Regions from separate parts of the Mus musculus genome. Here region 1 is linked to region 2. A link is a contact called in public promoter capture Hi-C data. All regions are on one chromosome and are shown on one strand. The core of a region is the stretch at or near the end of the contact, and the rest is flanking DNA. Distances in the headings are between cores, read along the strand shown. Region 1 holds the start of Rubcn (RUN domain and cysteine-rich domain containing, Beclin 1-interacting protein). Region 2 holds the start of Rnf168 (ring finger protein 168).

Region 1 (4,944 bases), core at 2,375-4,874, 590 kb after region 2:
CTGGCTTTTGAGCACCAATGTTTGGCTGTGCCTAAAAGCAATACTATGGCCCGGATTTTAAAAAGAAACAATGACCATTATATCTGTGAATGGATAAAAGGAATTCAAGGAACAATTAGGGAAGAATTCACAGAAACGAGTGCTTGCTTGGATAGGGGACATGGGGAAGAGAGAAGTATGACAGTGAGGTTCGGGCTTAGCTGACTGAGTGGAAAATGCCACAGATGGGCTGAGGACACAGGAGGGGAGGGTCTGGTCCACTGAGTGCTCAGAGTCACTAAAGTACACCTGGCTATTTAATTCTGACTCTGTGGGCCTCTGCACCAGGAAAACTGAGCACTGGGTGGAGCTGAACTCCTAGTTCTCAAGTAGACTGCATCGCTCAATAAAGTCCAGGCTGCAGAGCAATAATGAAGGACTCTTGCTTTGGATGACAGTTCCTTCCGGCAGACAGCTGGCATTTAAGGAGACTCCAGGGAAAGAGAAGTATCAGTCAGATAGTTAACTACACGGAAAACAGTAGAGGAGCCTATGATTGTAAGTGCACTTCTAGGGTGAAGTAGGTATCTAGGTCAACACCCCAGTCTCCCACGAACCCGACTTAGCCAGAGCAGCCATGGAATTAGGAAGAAAGAGCTGCCCCACTGCATGTGGACAACACACCTAGCTCATGGAAACTGCAGACTGGACACAGTACACAACCCTTTGTACTTTAGTACATACCAGGCATACTGAGAGGAACTTGAGCTCATTATTTTATTTAATTCTTAAGATCTCCCAGCAGGGAAGAACACTGGGCCACAGAGGCAGGACTCAGTAAAATGAGCAAATCGAGCACACAAGCTGGATTCCACCGTAGCTTTGCATATAAGAAATGAAAAGAGAAGTCTGAACTTTCACTGCGAGGCTCTGGCTTGGTTGACTGAGTGCAAAGTGCTATGAACTGAGATCAAAACAGAAGAGAGGCTTGTGGTAGGCTTAATTATGCACATTTCTTTATCAAGTGCTTGGAAAACTGTCTATCCTTTACGCTTAACAAGTGCTGTCAGCTCACTAAGATGACATTTTGAATTGTGTGTTGTAGTGACCATGAAAAGATTATGTTTGCAGTGGCCTGGCCACAATGCCTTAATTCTCAAACATAAGGCGTGTCTTTACCAATGTCTATCTAAGGAGTTAAGGGGGCCATCAGTACCATTAAACACACACTCTGAACTAATTAGTCACTAACAGACAGTAGCTTTACAACAACAGTTTGAGCGAGTGACCGTGTGTGTGTGTGTGTGTGTGTGTGTGGTGTGTGTGTGTGTGTGTGTGTGGTGTGTGTATGTGTGTGTGTGCGTGTGTGTGTGGTGTGTGTGTGGTGTGTGTGTGTGTGTGTGTGGTGTGTGTGTGTGTGTGTGTGTGTGGGTGGTGTGTGTGTGTGTGTGTGGTGTGTGTGTGTGTGTGTGTGGTGTGTGTGTGGTGTGTATGTGAGTGTGTGTGTGTGTGTGAGTGTGTGTGTGTGTGTGTGTGTGTGTGTGGTGTGTGTGTGTGTGTGTGTGTGTGTGTGGTGTGCTAGAGTTGTTTAAAGCACTCTAGTTAAGAAGCAGGGGGAACTGATAGGAAACTATACCTGCAAAGGAGTTGTCGTGCACACCTAAATGACCAGCCCAGCACAGTAAGAATTTAGCATTACTGTGTACATTTGTCACTATTATCATGTGGGGCAGCAGCAGAGTGTAGAGGTTAAAGGTGTGAGTCTCAGTTCTACCAGAGATTCACTGCGTGACGATGGCAAGTTACTTATCCTGTCAATGTCTCTGCTTCCGCACCTGGGCAGTGGTCATAGGTATAGTAGCTACCTCACACAACTGTTAAGATGTTCAATAAGTTAACCTTCACAATGCTGTCAAGACAGCATCTGGTGTATAATAAAGAAGTAATGGATAATTAACTAACTAATGCAGGTCCAGTTAAATGAGAAAAAACAAACCAAGCAAACTTAAATATCTGACCCAGTCCGCTCCACATGAAACAGTACAGGAAAATCCAAATAGCCCTAAAGCTTGCTTACCAGCTGCAGGGTACCATTTACATAAAACGCTTCACAGACATCTGGAGAAAAATAAATAGCCAAGTATAAAAAAGCAGAAACTAAAATGTTGAAAGGAGAAGTAAGACATCTAGTTTCATTTAGTATGCACCATTCATAGACCTCGGTCAAGAACGCCAAGCTCTACTAATTCAGTAGGCCACAGGCTATATCATAGCAGAAATATTTTCACCCAGACACTTTTCAGCTCTCCCCTAGGAATATTTTAAGGTAAATTATTTTGCTTCTAGTCGTGGGACTTCACCTGCTCTGGAGACCATCATTGTACTAAACCTATTTTAAGTGTCAAGAAAAACTCCCTCACGCCATATTTCTACTGTGCCTCTGCTCCTGCATCCTCTTAAGATGTTGAGACCCTGCTTCTGTTGTTCTTGTGGTGCTGAGGATGGAGCCCAGGGCTGCCTGCATGCTAGGCAAGCACTCTACCCTGAATTACACTCCCAACCTAAGACCAGTTGTTAATGAAGCAATCCTAAGTAGGACACACACACACACACACACACATAAGTGTAGTTGTTTAAATTTAAAAAGAAAATAATCCCCCTATTTCTAGAAGCTAAGGTTTTCTGACAATAATTCCACAAAAACTTGAGCTTATTTAGTTTGCATTGTGGAGAAGCAGCAAAGGGGCTGAAGAAAAAAGAAACAGAGGTCCTCTCAGGGCAGCAGCATCTCACTGACAAAGGACATGCACATGATTTCTGTCCCTTCAGCGAGCCCACACCCAGTGCAATCAGTTTCTTTTAACCCACGGGCCTACCTCTCCTCCTCACCCACATTCATCTCTTCCTAACCTTGCTGAGCCATTGTAATCTAAAACCGTAGCTCCCAGAATATCTTAGCACCCTTTTAAAATCGGTCTGGGTTATCACAAGTTTTAACGCAGGGCACCAATCTTGTTTCTGCTCTTATCTATAGACTTTGGCCTATAAAAATCTCACTACAGCACCTCAGTCCTTTCTCCCAGACTCTCAATGTCCACCTCTCCTCTGGCAGTCTTGTATCTTAGTTTCTTCACTGTCTTCCCTGGCCCTCAAAGAATCATACCCACAGTTGCTCACCGTCCCTAAATTCATCTCCTCCCTTGTCCTTATACACGCCCCACCAGTCCCTCCTCTTGGAAATTCTTCCCAAACAAGTCACTTGAACAGTAGCTCTACAGGATGCCGCGCCCCGCACTGCGTGTCATGCCAGCCAAGTCTCCCTGTGCTCCCGCGCACGCAAGCAGCCCCGACTGCCAGCCGCTCCCAGCCCACCTGCTCTTCTCTAGCAGACGCTCCCCATCGCCGCCGCCAAGATCCATTCCCGCGCCCTCCGGACGCATCCGGACTATAAGGCCGTCTCGGGGCCAGAGAGAGGCTCCAGGCCGCTTCGACCGCCAGGGTACCCGGAGCACCCTCAAGAGAGGGGAGGCACCATGGCTGGTGAGCTTAGAACCATGCACTACACCCTGACAGCGACAGAGTCAAGGACTGCTGCCTCAGCTGCCGCTCTACCCCTGCCACCCCCACTTCCGGCTCCAAGAACTACAATTCCCAAAAAGCCCTTCGAAGGCCATCCTTCTCCCGGCATGCACTGCCCCATCCAATCCCAGGCTCCCCTAACCTGGGTACACGTGATGTGCTAGGCGAGTTTCCCTGGGCAGGGAACCTTGATTAAAAGCTCCATGTAACTAACGACAGTCAGGAATTCGAGGGCGAACTCCTGTCACACTTTACTCAGGAAATCAGACTCTGTCGGAGGTTAAAATAGACAATAAAACTGATATAATCCTAACTCGATTAACTTCACTTCAGTCCATTCCTGATTTAATACTTCTTGGTGTTGGAAGACTCCAAGCATTTACACCAAGAGATCACAAACTGAACCAGAAAAGGGCAGTAGAAAGGCTAGGAAGACTTTGAGGGAAGGTCTCTTGCAGGAGTGATGTCGGGGTACAGGTTACTGTTTTCTTTTTCTAAATATTCTTAAATGTATATGCGTGTGCCTGAGTGTATGTGCATCACATGCTTGTAAGGTGCCCGTGAAGGCACCGGAACAGGGACCCTCTACAAGAACAGATAGTTAACCCTTGAGTCAATTCTCCACCCTGTTTTGGTACTGTAGCACAGGTTGGGCTCAAAGTCAAGACCCTCAGCCTCCAGAATGCTGAGATTATAAGCATACACCACCAAAGCCATGCAGAGCAGTTTCTAGGATAAGAGTTTAACAAGGAGGGGAGGAGAGGCAGGAAGATGGACAAAACAGCTCTCACAGGTATTAAGAAAATAGCAGTTTTGAAAATCGTTGCTTCTTAGTAATCAAAACTGAGAAAGGGCAAGATGGTTCAGTAAGTAAAGAAGCTTGCTACCGAAACTAACCACCAGAGGTCAAACCCCAGACCTCCATGGTGGAAGGAGAGAACCAACTCCTGAGAGTTATTCTCTCCCCATGAATGTACATGCATGCATGCACTAAATGTGTATACACACCCAGTATATATACACATATATAAAGTTTTTTTAAAGCAAAGGAGTGGGACACAATGATGTGGGCATTCTCATGCAAGCAAGACCAGGTTATGAAATGACATGTTAAGGAGTTGGAATCAGCCATAGAACAGTGAGTTTTATCAAATGAGAGGGTATGGCAAATGTGCTTACAAAGCTAAGTTTACAATGTGGAAAGGAGATAGAGTAGGTATCTCATTAGAGGTAAGAGCGAAGTAGATAGACTGGTGATCCCTAGACTAGTCTGTGCATGATAGTCAAGAGTAAGACAAATCAGCTGCAAGAAACAAGAGAGAATGGGGCTGGAGAGATGGCTCAGTGGTTAAGAGCACTGACTGCTCTTCTGAAAGTCCTGAGTTC
Region 2 (5,121 bases), core at 819-3,318:
TGTACAGGAGGTGGGACGCTAGACTGTACAGGAGGTGGGATGCTAGACTGTACAGGAGGTGGGACGCTAGACTGTACAGGAGGTGGGACGCTAGACTGTACAGGAGGTGGGACGCTAGACTGTACAGGAGGTGGGCAGTTGATTGGGGTTCAGAATGCAGTGGTGCAGCTTTGGGGGTCATCCCCACACGGAGGTGGGGATTTTAGATGGTTTGCCTTCAAGTCATCCATGCCTCTGTAAGTAACCCACACCCATGCTCCTGTAAGACCAATGAACTCATTGGTTCACCACGCTGGACTTGGTTGGAATCTCTTCTTTGGTCTGTCTTTGCCCTGTCTAGGCGAAACAGACATTTCTTTATATTTCCCTAGGAAGAGTCAGACTGCTTGCTCAATTTGAACATTTTGAATTTTGAATGCCTTTTGAAGGGCAATTAATCAATTGAAAGCATGAAATAATAGGGGTGGAGAGATGACTCAGTGGCTGAGAGCATGTATAGTTCTTCCAGAGGACCAGAGTTCCACTCCCAGCACCTATGTCAGTGTCTCAGCCACAGCTCCAGGACAGTCTTGCTACTTTCTGCCAAGCTTGTGGGCCTTAAGTCGTTAGAAAGGAAGCTGAAGACCTCAGTGGACTGTGACACAGAAAGAAGTATAAATGCCAAGTTGTCACAGATCTGAGGAACAGAAACCATAACCAAGGCAACTCTTTCTTTTTTTTCTCTCTCTTTTTTTGGTTTGGTTTTTCTGAGACAGGGTTTCTCTGTATAGCCCTGGCTGTCCTGGATCTCACTTTGTAGACCAGGCTGGGATTGAACTCAGAAATCCACCTGCCTCTGCCTCCCGAGTGCTGGGATTAAAGGCGTGTGCCACCACGCCTGGCCACAAGGCAACTCTTATGACAATATTTAATCAGGGCTGGCTTACAAATTGAGAGGTTCAATCCATTATCAAGGTGCCAGAGCATGGCAACATCCAGGCAGGCATGGTGCAGGAGGAGCTGAGAGTTCTACATTTTCATCTGAAGGCTGCTAGCAGAATACTGCTTCCAGGCAGCTAGGATGAGGGTCTTAAAGCCCACACCCATAGTGACTCACCTACTCCAACTGGGCCACACCTTCTAATAGTCCCATTCCCTGGGCCAAGGATATGCAAACCATCACAGACTCCAACTCCAGGTCCTCCTGTTTCTGCCTCTGCCTTTGCTACCTAAATGCCTCAATTACAAGACACACGTGTCCATGCCTAGTTCAGAGGTCCTTCCTTCCTTCCTTCCTTCCTTTTTGAAACAGAGTCTCTTACTAAACTCACTGTATAGACCAGGCTGATCTCTACCTCACAGAGACCCTCCTGCCTCTGCCTGCAATGTTTTGGGAACCAGCTGACCAATTGAGGAAGGGTCTCATATAGCCCAGGTTGACCTGGAACCAGTTATGTAGCCAAGGCTAGTTTATAATAATCCTTTTGTGACTACTTCCCAAATGCTGGGATTGATTATAGAAATGGGTCTCTTGTTGAGTTCTTCAGACTCCACATACCAAACCCAATAGGCATTTACTCATGCTAAAGTCTGGGGTAGAGGGCCCAAGCCAAGCACCCCCAAAACAAGAGGGAAAGCAATAACAGCCAAATCTCTACATTGCTGTTTTAGCCAGTACCATAAGGATATCACCCCCACCTTATTTAACCTTTACAAGGATTCTTTGAAACCACAGGTGTAACTCTTTGTTGCTGCTCTCCTTGAGCGTCACTTGTCTATAAGGCCAATATCTGCTGCTCATTCTATAAAATGCTAGTGTTGCAAATAAATGCTAAGAAAAATCTTTAAGGTAAATTTGTTGTAATTTCTTCTTTTAGCACTAAGAACTTTAGAAAGCTTTGTTAGGAGAAGGGTAGCCTAAAGAATACTGAAAGAATAATTACAAAAATTCCTGTTCGGATCTTGGTTTAGAGAGTTACTTGAGTAAGCAAGATTCTGCAGCCTACAGTAGCCGAGCGACCAAAAGCGGGAGGAGTTGCTACTAGCAGGCTAGGCGGGAACGCAGACGCAGCTCCCGGAAGTCCCGCCCGACTGAGCGGTTCCTTGGGGGAAGACGTGCCGTTTTGGCGGGGAATTGTGACGTCCGTGGAGCCCGGGTACCTGCTCCGGCCGCGGCCAGTAGACCGATTGGCAGGACAGCGGGTGCGAGCGGCTGGGTCTCGGGACCCGGGGGGTACCGCGAGGTGTTCCAGAAGCTGGAGCGTGGGCACTGGAGGGCTGCCTCCACCGCAACGGCGAGACGGAAGTCCCGCGGCGGCCCGAGCCCGGATTCCGGGCGGTACCGGGTGCTCTGGGAGCGGCGGTGCCCGGGCTTCCGGCTCTGGCAAGCCCGGCCGCCTCGCGCGTAGAGGCGGGTCCTCACCGCGTAAGAAGGGGAGCTGGATGAGCGCTTGTGTGGCGCGGGGAGACAGAACCACTCTCCGCCCCGAGGCCGCCGACTCCCGGAGGAACGTTCTTTCATTCCCTTGCTGGACTCAGGGCATAACTGTTGACCTGACATCACAGCTCCTGCTTGTCTCGGGCCCGTGGGAACTCAGGCCTTCTGGATCTCAGTCCGCTGCTGTGTGTGAGAGTAAACACCAAACGGCTCGCTGCTTTTCTCCGTTCTGGGCGTGATTAGGCGAAAGACGACTTTAGTCCCTTTCTGATTTTAACGTTGGGTAGGTCTCATTAGCATATGAAGATGGCTGCACCTAAAACCTCCATCCCTTCCTTAGCCGAATGTCAGTGCGGGATCTGTATGGAAATCCTCCTAGAGCCTGTAACCCTACCTTGCAACCACACGCTCTGTAACCCATGCTTCCAGTCCACTGTTGAAAAGGCCAATCTATGCTGTCCCTTCTGTCGTCGCCGGGTCTCTTCGTGGACTCGGTACCATACCCGAAGAAATTCTCTGGTCAATACAGACCTGTGGGAGATTATTCAAAAACACTATGCAAAGGAATGCAAGCTTAGAATCTCTGGACAAGAATCAAAGGAAATCAGTAAGTAAAATTAAGCATGTTTATTGGGTAAAACGGCCCAAAATCCCTTTGAAAGGGAACCATTTTTGTTTTTGCTTTTCGAGAAAGGGTTCCTCTGTGTTGCCCTGGCTGTCCTGGAACTCACAATGTAGATCAGGCTGGCCTCGAACCCAGAGATCCACCTACCTCTGCTTCCTGAGTTCTGGGATTAAAGGTATGAGCCACCATCGCAGGGCTCGAACCATCATTTTCTAATTTAAAGAAAAAGAAAAAGAAGGCTAAATAGTCTGAATCGTGAGGATTTGTGGTTTTATAAGCCCTGCCCACACATCAGTTAAAGTCAAGGACAGAGTTACATCACGTGTAGTAATGGTCAAGTTGTGTTCATCTGCTGTGAATTAGGGTTTTTTTTTTTTTTTTAACATTTTTTTAGACATGTTTTGAGACACAGTTTTATTACTGTGTAGCATGGGATAGCCTTAGCCTCACAAATACTGGAGTTGCAGGTGTGCTATTACACACCTGTCCTTTATAATGTAGTAGTATTAGTGAGGGTTGCCCTTTATAAGGGCAGAATGGTAAGTATTTTTGTGGACTATATAGTCTACTGAAGACACTTGGTGAGCTCTGCCACTGTAGAACAAAAGCCACCGTAGTCAATACATTAATTTACATTACCCTTTGTAAATGAAGATAGTGCCTGTGTTTCCATAAAACTTTATGAAAAACAAAAAGTGGGGGGGCAGATTTGTCCTGTCAATGAATCATGGCTAAATAGCCCCTGTCTTAGAATATCACTATTACTGTTCTTAAGAACAATTCTTTATCTGTGGAGGTAGCAGAATTAAATAATTGCAGATACTTCGGAAGGGAAAACTTGAGATTTCTTATTTTTTAAAATATGTATTTAGAGTGTGTGAATGTAAGTGCCTCATGTGCATGTGGTGCAGAAGAGGCAGGAGAACTAGAACTGAGTGACAAAGTTATAGGTTGTCATGTGAGTACTTGGAACCAACCAAACCCAGGTACTCTGGAAGAACAGTAAGCATTCTTTTTTTTTTTTGAGACAGGGTTTCTCTGTGTAGCTCACTCTGTAGAGACCAGGCTGGCCTCGAACTCAGAAATCCTTCTGCCTCTGCCTCCCAAGTGCTTGAGTTAAAGGCGAAAATTTAATTTTTTGTAACCCAATTGAAAGATTTTTTTTGAATATATAGTTCTGTTTTCAGGTGGCTCAAATATGAAAAGGAAGGCCCTTCCTCTTAATCGCCTTTGAAATATGAGAACATATTAGTACAAACTTGTAAAATGTATAAAAATAGTAGGACAAAAAGGTAGAAGTGTCCAAGTGACATCAATGGATGGATAAACTAAATGTACATATCTGCAACAGAATATATTGCTCTTTCATTAAATGGAATTGTTAAAGTTGTAATGTGGGATGAAGGCTTTGTTCTAGCTGTCATTACTCAGGTGATTCCATATGGAGAGCATTAACGACATCATTGGATCAGTCCACTGATAAGTTTATCCCAGCTGGGCTGTTAGGTGAGGCCTGTCTGGAGGAAGTATACTGGAAATGCCTGTGACAGGTTTGCTTTTTGACTGCAGTTGAAGTGGGCACCTCTCCTCTACCAAGCTTTTTCACAATCATGTTTCTGCCTTGCACAGGCATAAAACCATAAATGCAAACCTCTGAACGAGCCAAACTAAATCTTTTCTCTCTCAAGTTATTTATGTGATGCATTTTGCCATAGCAAAACACAGGAACACAATTGACAGGTTCCAGATCATGGAAATAAAGAGGTGCAGACCAGCCTAGCCTGAAATCATAACAGTCTACCTGTTTCTTCCTTCAAGCTAGGACAAGAGGCCTGTGTTACTGTAAGACCTGGGGTAGGCCACAAATCCCAGACGAGCCCCCGCATATAAGACCCCCCCCCAAGCTGGGCCTCTGCTCAAGTCCCCGGATGAGCTGGCCGGCACCCCAAAGACTCGAGAGAAAATCACACCTGATGCAAACTGCAAGAGGTTTTATTTTCAGCTAGCTGAGGACGAACTCCACACGCTGAGCAAGGCAGGGGAGTTCAACCCTGAGCGGTAACAGTAGGGGGCTTTTAAC

Evidence for each region. Promoter capture Hi-C pulls out the DNA fragments that hold promoters and counts their contacts.
Region 1: a contact with region 2 is called in a promoter capture Hi-C map of the C10 cell line, with 2.8 times the contacts expected there. The contact joins the promoter of Rubcn here to the promoter of Rnf168 in region 2. A contact is called at or near these places in 6 of 39 promoter capture datasets (the C10 cell line, fetal liver, hematopoietic stem and progenitor cells and 2 more), 1 of 484 Hi-C or Micro-C datasets (B cells) and 1 of 9 other capture datasets (liver).

Annotation. Positions count from the first base shown.
Region 1 is chr16:32,864,742-32,869,685 of GRCm38.p6, forward strand. Rubcn (RUN domain and cysteine-rich domain containing, Beclin 1-interacting protein) reads right to left here and starts at 3,625. Exons shown (of 19, transcript NM_172615.4): 1 at 3,352-3,625. The coding sequence starts at 3,419.
Region 2 is chr16:32,275,393-32,280,513 of GRCm38.p6, forward strand. It overlaps Rnf168 (ring finger protein 168), which reads left to right and starts at 2,069. Exons shown (of 6, transcript NM_027355.2): 1 at 2,069-3,023. The coding sequence starts at 2,717.